2 separate regions of the Sus scrofa genome follow, and region 2 is linked to region 1. The links are chromatin contacts, called in public HiChIP or PLAC-seq maps. All regions are on one chromosome and are shown on one strand. Each heading gives the region's core, a stretch centred on a gene start, on an enhancer-like site or on the middle of the called end of the contact. The rest is flanking DNA. Distances are from core to core; before and after follow the strand shown. Region 1 overlaps ITPR1 (inositol 1,4,5-trisphosphate receptor type 1). Region 2 overlaps LOC106505661 (a long non-coding RNA gene).

Region 1 (3,498 bases), core at 2-2,501:
CAGTCCACTACTCAATCCAACCAAACTCTCAGGTCTAAGCCCCAATCTGATCCCATAGGACATGTGCCAGGATTTTTTTTTTTTTAAGGGCTGCACCTGTGGCACATGGAAGTTCCCAGGCTAGGGGTGGAACCAGAGCCATAGATGCTGGCCTACAGCATTGCTGGATCCTTAGCCCACTGAGCAGGCCCAGGGATTGAACCCATGTCCTCATGGATACTAGTTGGGTTCTTAAACTGCTAAGCCACAACAGGAACTCCCCCAGGACTTTCATTTCTCCCAACTCCTTGGGCCTATTTCATTGCATAGTGGCCCATCAGGGAGCTTCCATGTAGCTGCATAGAACATTTATGGGGTGCAACAATAAAACGTACAGACAGCCAAATGGACGGAGACAGTGGGATGGAATTACAGTGCACTCATCTGTGTAAGAGCAGCATAATATATTATGGCTCTGGGATCAGTGCCGTGTATGCAAGCTGGTTATAGCCTGAGCCAACTTAGTGCCCTTTAGAAGCACTGACTAGGGCCTGGCAGAGGCCATGGAGATCACCTAATCCAGCCTCCTACCTGATGACAAGAGTACTACCTGGGCCAAGCAGTCATCTCAGGCCCTGCTCCCCATCCCAGACCACACTGCTATGCTCCAACCACAGTGGCCTCCTTCAGCTCCTGCAAGATGCTGAGCCCATGCCAAACTGTCTGCCCTAAAGCTCCTGCCCTCTGCTGTTTAGGCCACTGGTCCTCTTCTCATCTGTCAGGTCTGGACTTAAATCTATCTCTTTAGAGAAGCCTCCCCTGACCAGCCCAGGTGGCTTCTCCATGACAGTCTGTACCCTGGTTGTTTCCTCTTCAAGTTTCTCCCAACTCACTTATCACAATCTACCTTTTCCGCCAGCCTATAATCTCATCGATGGCAGGCACTGTGACCTCATCCCAGACTGTATAACAGCCACCCCCATACAGCCCTTGGCAAGCAGGAGGTGCTCCATAAATGTCTGCCATCTTAATGGACACGCAAGGGCCTTGAAAGAGGTGCACCTCTGAAAAACATAAATCGAGCCGAGCTTTGCACCTATGGCAGCTGAAGGTTAACTCAATAACCAGAAGAGCACTGTCTGTGGAAGCTCAAAGTCCTGCCACGCGGGGGTAATGCCAAATGCCAAAGACCAGCTCAAGGAGGCTGATACAGCGTTCTGGCCTCTAGAGGCTTATCAGATTGTGCACAGGCCTCGGGGATGGGTTCAGGCTGGCTGCGGACCCTAATCCATCTAGTTAACTGTTAACTCCTTCAGCCCCGCTGACACCTGCATTATACACTGGGAGGCAGGAAAGACAATCATCTGTGGCCCTTCCATCTCAGAACCTGGCTCCTGCCTGAACTTGATAACTCCAAGCTCGGGGCTGAATGGTTTGCAGGCTTGTGTTACAAGGAGGCTAATAAAAACAGTTCTCAAATACTGCATTCAGAGAGCAGCTAAATCACCATCCTCCTCCAAGAAGCAATGTAATTTTTTTTTTTTTAAGTCCTGAATTCAAAGGGAAACAAGTGGCTTGAAGACATCAGACAGTCTACAGGACTAGCCCCTTTGGCGTCTGGGACATCTTGATGACATATTTAAAACCGAGGCAAGGGAAACTGGGAGAAACACCAAGAGAGGCTGTGACTCGTTCAAAAGGGAACTTAGAGGACTCAGAAAATGCATGTGGGCATATACTTCTCTGTGCAAAGGAGGTTGGCAGGAGTGCCAAAGCCAGATGTGAATGTCACAGAGGGTTTCAGAGGCTCAGGGTCCAAGCTTGTGACCAAGGTTTAATGCCCCGATACCAGGCACCTTCTAATGAGAAAGTACTCTCAACCATCCAGTTAGCTCTGCTGGAAGGCTTCCAAAGGGAAAGTCCCTCCAGTTACTCAGAGGGAGAAAAAAAAAGTTACTTTCTTGGTCTGGAATCTGGGGATGTTTTATGCAGATGTCTCTAACTGAAGTTCCTAAGGGGAAGTCAGCTCACCTTTGATTATTCAAACAGGCTACTGCTATTAAGAATTGCACAACTCTTGGGCAAGGCAGGGGTGGGTTTTGGCTTTTTTTTCCCTGTCCTCATGGGAACTACTTATTCTTTTCTAAGAACACTTCATTATAAATCTCCCTACTCACGTCTTCAAAATGCTCCTGCTCTGGTGGGAAGGTGGCCAACAAGGTAAGGCCATCAGAGCAGCCAGGGAGTAGGTGGGTGCCCCCGAGGCTGCCACAGGATGTTCCCTGCTGAGAAATGGATGCAGCAGCCACTATTTTTTTTTTTTTTTTTTTTGATGTAGGCTGGGTAACCCCAGCCTACAACCTTTAGGTAACAAAAGCTGCCCAAGCTCCAGGAATGATCACTGTGGGACCAACACACTCTCTTGCTTTCCTGCGGTTCTATTATGTGCAAGCTGAGATAAGACATATCACCCTACCTAGGGCAACAGCACAAAGGAGGAATCTGGAAACACAAACAGCCTCCCCCTCTGCAGCAGAGCGACTGACTGTCCAGCTGGCAATGGAATCCCCCTGATTCGGGGGCAGTTTGATAGCCCAGAGAAAGCATCCCTGGGGTGAACTTAGAGACTTATAGAACAAGTCCCTGTAGTAGAGGGGCTGGTAATACAGAAATGTCTTAAGAAGAGAAATAGAGGAGGGTGCAGGACAAAGACACCTCAGTCCAAACCATTCTGATGTCCTAGAACTACACAGTGGGGAGCTCTTGTGGGGGAAATATTTCATTTTTGGAGACAGCTCCAAGAATCCTGAACTAGGTGTGAGAAACTAGGAAGCTTATCGATTAGGGGAGAGAAAGAAAAGAAAGGAAAAGAAAAGGAAAGGAAAGAAAAGAAGGGGGGAGAGGAAGAAGCCAGGGAAGGGGGAAGGAGATGGCTGTGAGACAGAGGAATTAAAGAACACCATGGCAACAAGTCCGTCCACCTACCCCGGCCGCCCACCCACAGCCAGATTCTTTGCTGACGCACTTGAGAACAAGCTGGTTCCTACCCGCTCAGGAAGGTGAGCAAACCCAGAGAGCTCATTAAATCCCTTCTCAGCGACTCTTGTCTGCCTGCAGATAGTGAGCAAGGAGGATATAAATAGAAGTTATATAACATCTCTTTGTTGATTCCTGTGCTTACCAAAAAAAAATGCAGCATGACCTTGTTTTTTTTCTGAAGCATTTTCCTCGGCCTGCGGGTTGCGGACTTTAAAGCCAGTTAGGGGATCATCTTAAACAGCGGGATGTAGGATTCCACATTAAGGGTACTCATGACAACTGTCCAAGTTCTGAAACCTTGGGATCAAGTCCTCCTCAAGTATATACCAAAAAAAAAAAAAAAAAATACACCGGCCATAAAATAAAACCTTAAGGAATCTCGTGGCTTCCTCTTAGGGCACTGCCTGGTGATGCCAGGAGTCATGTTAACACCCAAGAGCAAAGAACCCTGAAACCAAATAAATGGCTTGGGTTTTCTAG
Region 2 (3,461 bases), core at 85-2,584, 180 kb before region 1:
ACAGAAACATTTTCCTACATAAGCACAATTTAATTACTATACTCAACAAATTTGACATGGATGCAATAATATTATTTAACATGTAGTCCATATTCAAATTTACCCAAGTACCTCAACCATGTTCTTTATTTTTTAAAATATAATCAGTTTATTTACTCTAAACAGCAATACAGACAAACATCATATAAACACAAAGGAAGTGATGCAGCAACGAGATGCTGGCTGACTGTGGATCTGAGACCCAGGCTCTGGGAGGGAGGAGGCAGCTGGGGCAGGTCTGATTTTCTGTTTCAGGCAGTCGGCTGGAGGCTAAGTGCAGCTCTAGACGTCGTGGAACATGCCCGCATCTGTGAGCAAAGGGGACTAGCTCCTTGGGACTCATTCAAGTATAAAAGTTTATGATGTTACAGCAGTTGAAATTCTGATGTCAATATTAAAATAAAAGCAAGTTTTACATAATAATCAAAATTACAAAAGACTGAAGGAAGAGACCCTGTATGAAAAACTAGACCATTCAGCGAGTGGAGACTGTACCCATGGCGGAAATGGAAAATGGCGCCCGTGGAACCCTCCCCAGGGGACCAGGAATTGCAGGAATGTTAGATTTGCAAAAATGTTGCAAACACATTCTTGCCAAGCCAATCCCTTCTTTTTTATGATGCTACAAGGTCGCTTCTTATGAGAGAGCAAACTTCTTGGCTTGTACTCGAACCTTTTCTTGTATTCCACTCTGTCTTGACAGTAGATCATGTAGGCCTCTGCTTGAGCTGGAGTTTGGGTATTTGGTTCATTTAGAAGTTCCCTTATTCCTAAAAAGATCTGCTTAATCATGATGCTGGCCTCCAGTCCTTGTTCTCCAGGATGGACAGGCACACCCAGCCTTAAGAGTACAGGTTTGGGTGAAGTAAGGACGGCTTGAACTTGCATTTCGATGGTGAGGATGGACATTCATCTTTGAACAGCACCCGTAGTTTAAACAAGCCTCCCTCCCACAGAGTCCCCTTCTTCCCAGGAATGGCGCTTTCCCAGTTCATGAGGTTCATTGTGCCCTGGGGGTTTTTTGTAGGGGCAGCCATGAAACCAAATGGGTGGTCTTTCCTCCAAGCTTTCCTCTCCTGGGCGAGTCTACTGAGGGTGATCCCCGACATTGTGAGTCCCTCTGCTGGTGCAGCCCAGCGAGCAACTTGGACAAGGGGCGGTGGGACTCATTTGTCTTGGGACTTCCCTTCCGAGCCCCTCGACCATGTTCTTTAAAGTGATTTTTTCCCCTGCTCTTCTGGGACTCAGTCAGGGATGACACATGACATTTGGTTGTCTTATTTCTTTAGTCTCCTCTTTCATGCCATTGATATTTTTGGAGCCCAAGCTCTGGTTGCCAAACGTCCCTTAATTTGGAACTCTCTGATTCTTTTCTTATGATGAGATTCAACATTTTTGGATGGAATACTATGTACTTCTCAGTGCATCCCCTTGGGGACATGTTATTGGTGTGCGCAATTATTGGCAGTGTTTATTCTGATCCCTTGGTTAACATGGTGCCTACTGAGTCCACTATTATCACAGTACATTTCCCCTGTATAGTTAATAAGAAATTCACATAAGATCATGTGAATGTCCTGTTTTCCAGCAGCCTTTCCCCCATGGTGATTTTGTCCAAATAAGTTATTCCTCTGGTGATTATAAAATGGTGATTTGGGAGTTCCCTGTGTGGTCCAGTGGGTTAAGAACCCTGACATGATGTCTGTGAGGATGCTGGTTTCATCCCTGGCCTTGCTCATTGGGCTAAGGATCTGGTATCACGCAGACTGCAGTGTAGGTCACAGCTGTGGCTCGGATCTGGTGTTGCTGTGGTTGTGGCATAGGCTGGCAGCAGCACCTCTCATTTGACCCCTAGCTTGGGAACTTCCACATGCTGCAGGTGTGGCCATTAAAAAAAAATAAAGAAAAAGGAAAAAGAAATAATATGATGATTTTTCCATTTCTATCATTTTGTCCTACGTTTATTACTTGGAATTACTCTATTTTTCAAAAAACTTTCCCTCCACTGAACTTTAATTTTTGCTTTTAATAGCAATAGGGACTTGTGGATTTTTAAAAAATTGAATGTGTTATAACCCATTCCTTGTTTTTATGCACTTTAATGCTCATATTGTCTGAAACTTGGCAGGTGAAAGTTCTTTCACACCACCCCCTCTGTCCTTTTGAGATAGCTATATCAGTTTTTGAGAGCGTCCTACTGTCTGACAGAAGATGTTTCAAAACTTGTACTTTCTCTGCCTCAGTCCTGGAATCAGCCTTTCCTCCAAAAGGCCCTGATCCTTCTTCACGAAAGATGATATTTAGAAACCAAGGTACAGGTGGTAGGTATACTTGCTACTGTTGGAATGACACTCCTCCCACACTGTCAGAGCCAGGGAATACATGTATGTATATACATGCACATACATACATATACCCACACATATCTGTAGTTATTTCTACATCTATCTACACATATTAAAAGCTATGAGTTCATGCTCATAGCTCTAATACCACTCAGTCAAGGATTCATTCTGTTCTTCTGTCTTTCCATGTTTTCAACTCCATTCTTCAACAGCAAGAAACCATACAGAAGATAAAATTTAATTTTGCAAACATTGTGTTATATCCATAGCAAGGAATTCTACTCAATAATAAACAGAAATGAGCTAATGCTCAATATAGATTAATGAATGAACCAAAAAAAATTCAGTTGAGCAAAAAAATTAGACACACCCACAAAAGAGATACACATACTATATATTCCATTTATACAAATTCCAAGAATAAGCAAAACTAATCTATGGTGATAGAAATGAAAATGAGTTTGCTTTTGGAGGGGGTGGGAAGACTGACTGGAAAGAAACACAAGGGAAGAATTCCCATCATGGCTCAGCAGAAATGAATCTGATGCGTATCCATGAGGATGCCGGTTCAAACACTGGCCTCATTCAGTGGGTTAAGGATCCGGCATTGCCATGAGCTGTGATATAAGTCACAGACGCTGCTGGGATCTGGTGTTGCTGTGGCTGTGGTGTAGGCCAACAGGTACAGTTCTGATTTGACCTCTAGCCTAGGAACTTCCATATGCCACGGGTGTGGTCCTAAAAAGAAAAAAGAAAAAAAGAAACACAGGGGACTATCTGGGATGATGGAAATATTCTAGATCTTGTTCTGAATGGTGCTTACACAGGTGAATTCAATTGTCAAAATCCAGTGAACTAAAATTAAATAGTTTAGATCTGTACATTCTGTTGTATATAAATTATATGTTCATTAAAAGAAAGATATAAAGATATATAAAATGCTCTTGAACAAATGAACAGATATTAAGTTTCACTTATTATAAAAGAATACAAATTAAAACTGCACTGAGAGGAGTTCCACTGTGGCTCAGCGGGTTAAAAACCCAACATAGTGTCTGTGAGGATGTGAATACAATC

The links. HiChIP or PLAC-seq counts read pairs in DNA pulled down with a chosen protein or histone mark.
Region 2: a contact with region 1 is called in an H3K27ac HiChIP or PLAC-seq map of skeletal muscle. The contact joins two enhancer-like sites. A contact is called at or near these places in 1 of 47 Hi-C or Micro-C datasets (embryonic fibroblasts) and 2 of 2 datasets of contacts at active chromatin or transcription factors (alveolar macrophages and skeletal muscle).

What each region holds. Positions count from the first base shown.
Region 1 is chr13:61,310,549-61,314,046 of Sscrofa11.1, reverse strand. The region is part of intron 41 of ITPR1 (inositol 1,4,5-trisphosphate receptor type 1); the gene reads right to left. Among named protein-coding and RNA genes, the nearest start is that of BHLHE40, 220 kb to the left of the region's middle. Within about 2 kb of position 1,251, at least 30 of the 83 cell types and tissues checked have an H3K27ac peak or open chromatin away from gene starts, as enhancers often do. A contact at or near this core is called in skeletal muscle, where this site is marked.
Region 2 is chr13:61,493,099-61,496,559 of Sscrofa11.1, reverse strand. All of the region lies in intron 2 of LOC106505661 (a long non-coding RNA gene), which reads left to right. It also overlaps the pseudogene LOC110256278. Among named protein-coding and RNA genes, the nearest start is that of BHLHE40, 33 kb to the left of the region's middle. Within about 2 kb of position 1,334, at least 1 of the 83 cell types and tissues checked has an H3K27ac peak or open chromatin away from gene starts, as enhancers often do. A contact at or near this core is called in skeletal muscle, where this site is marked.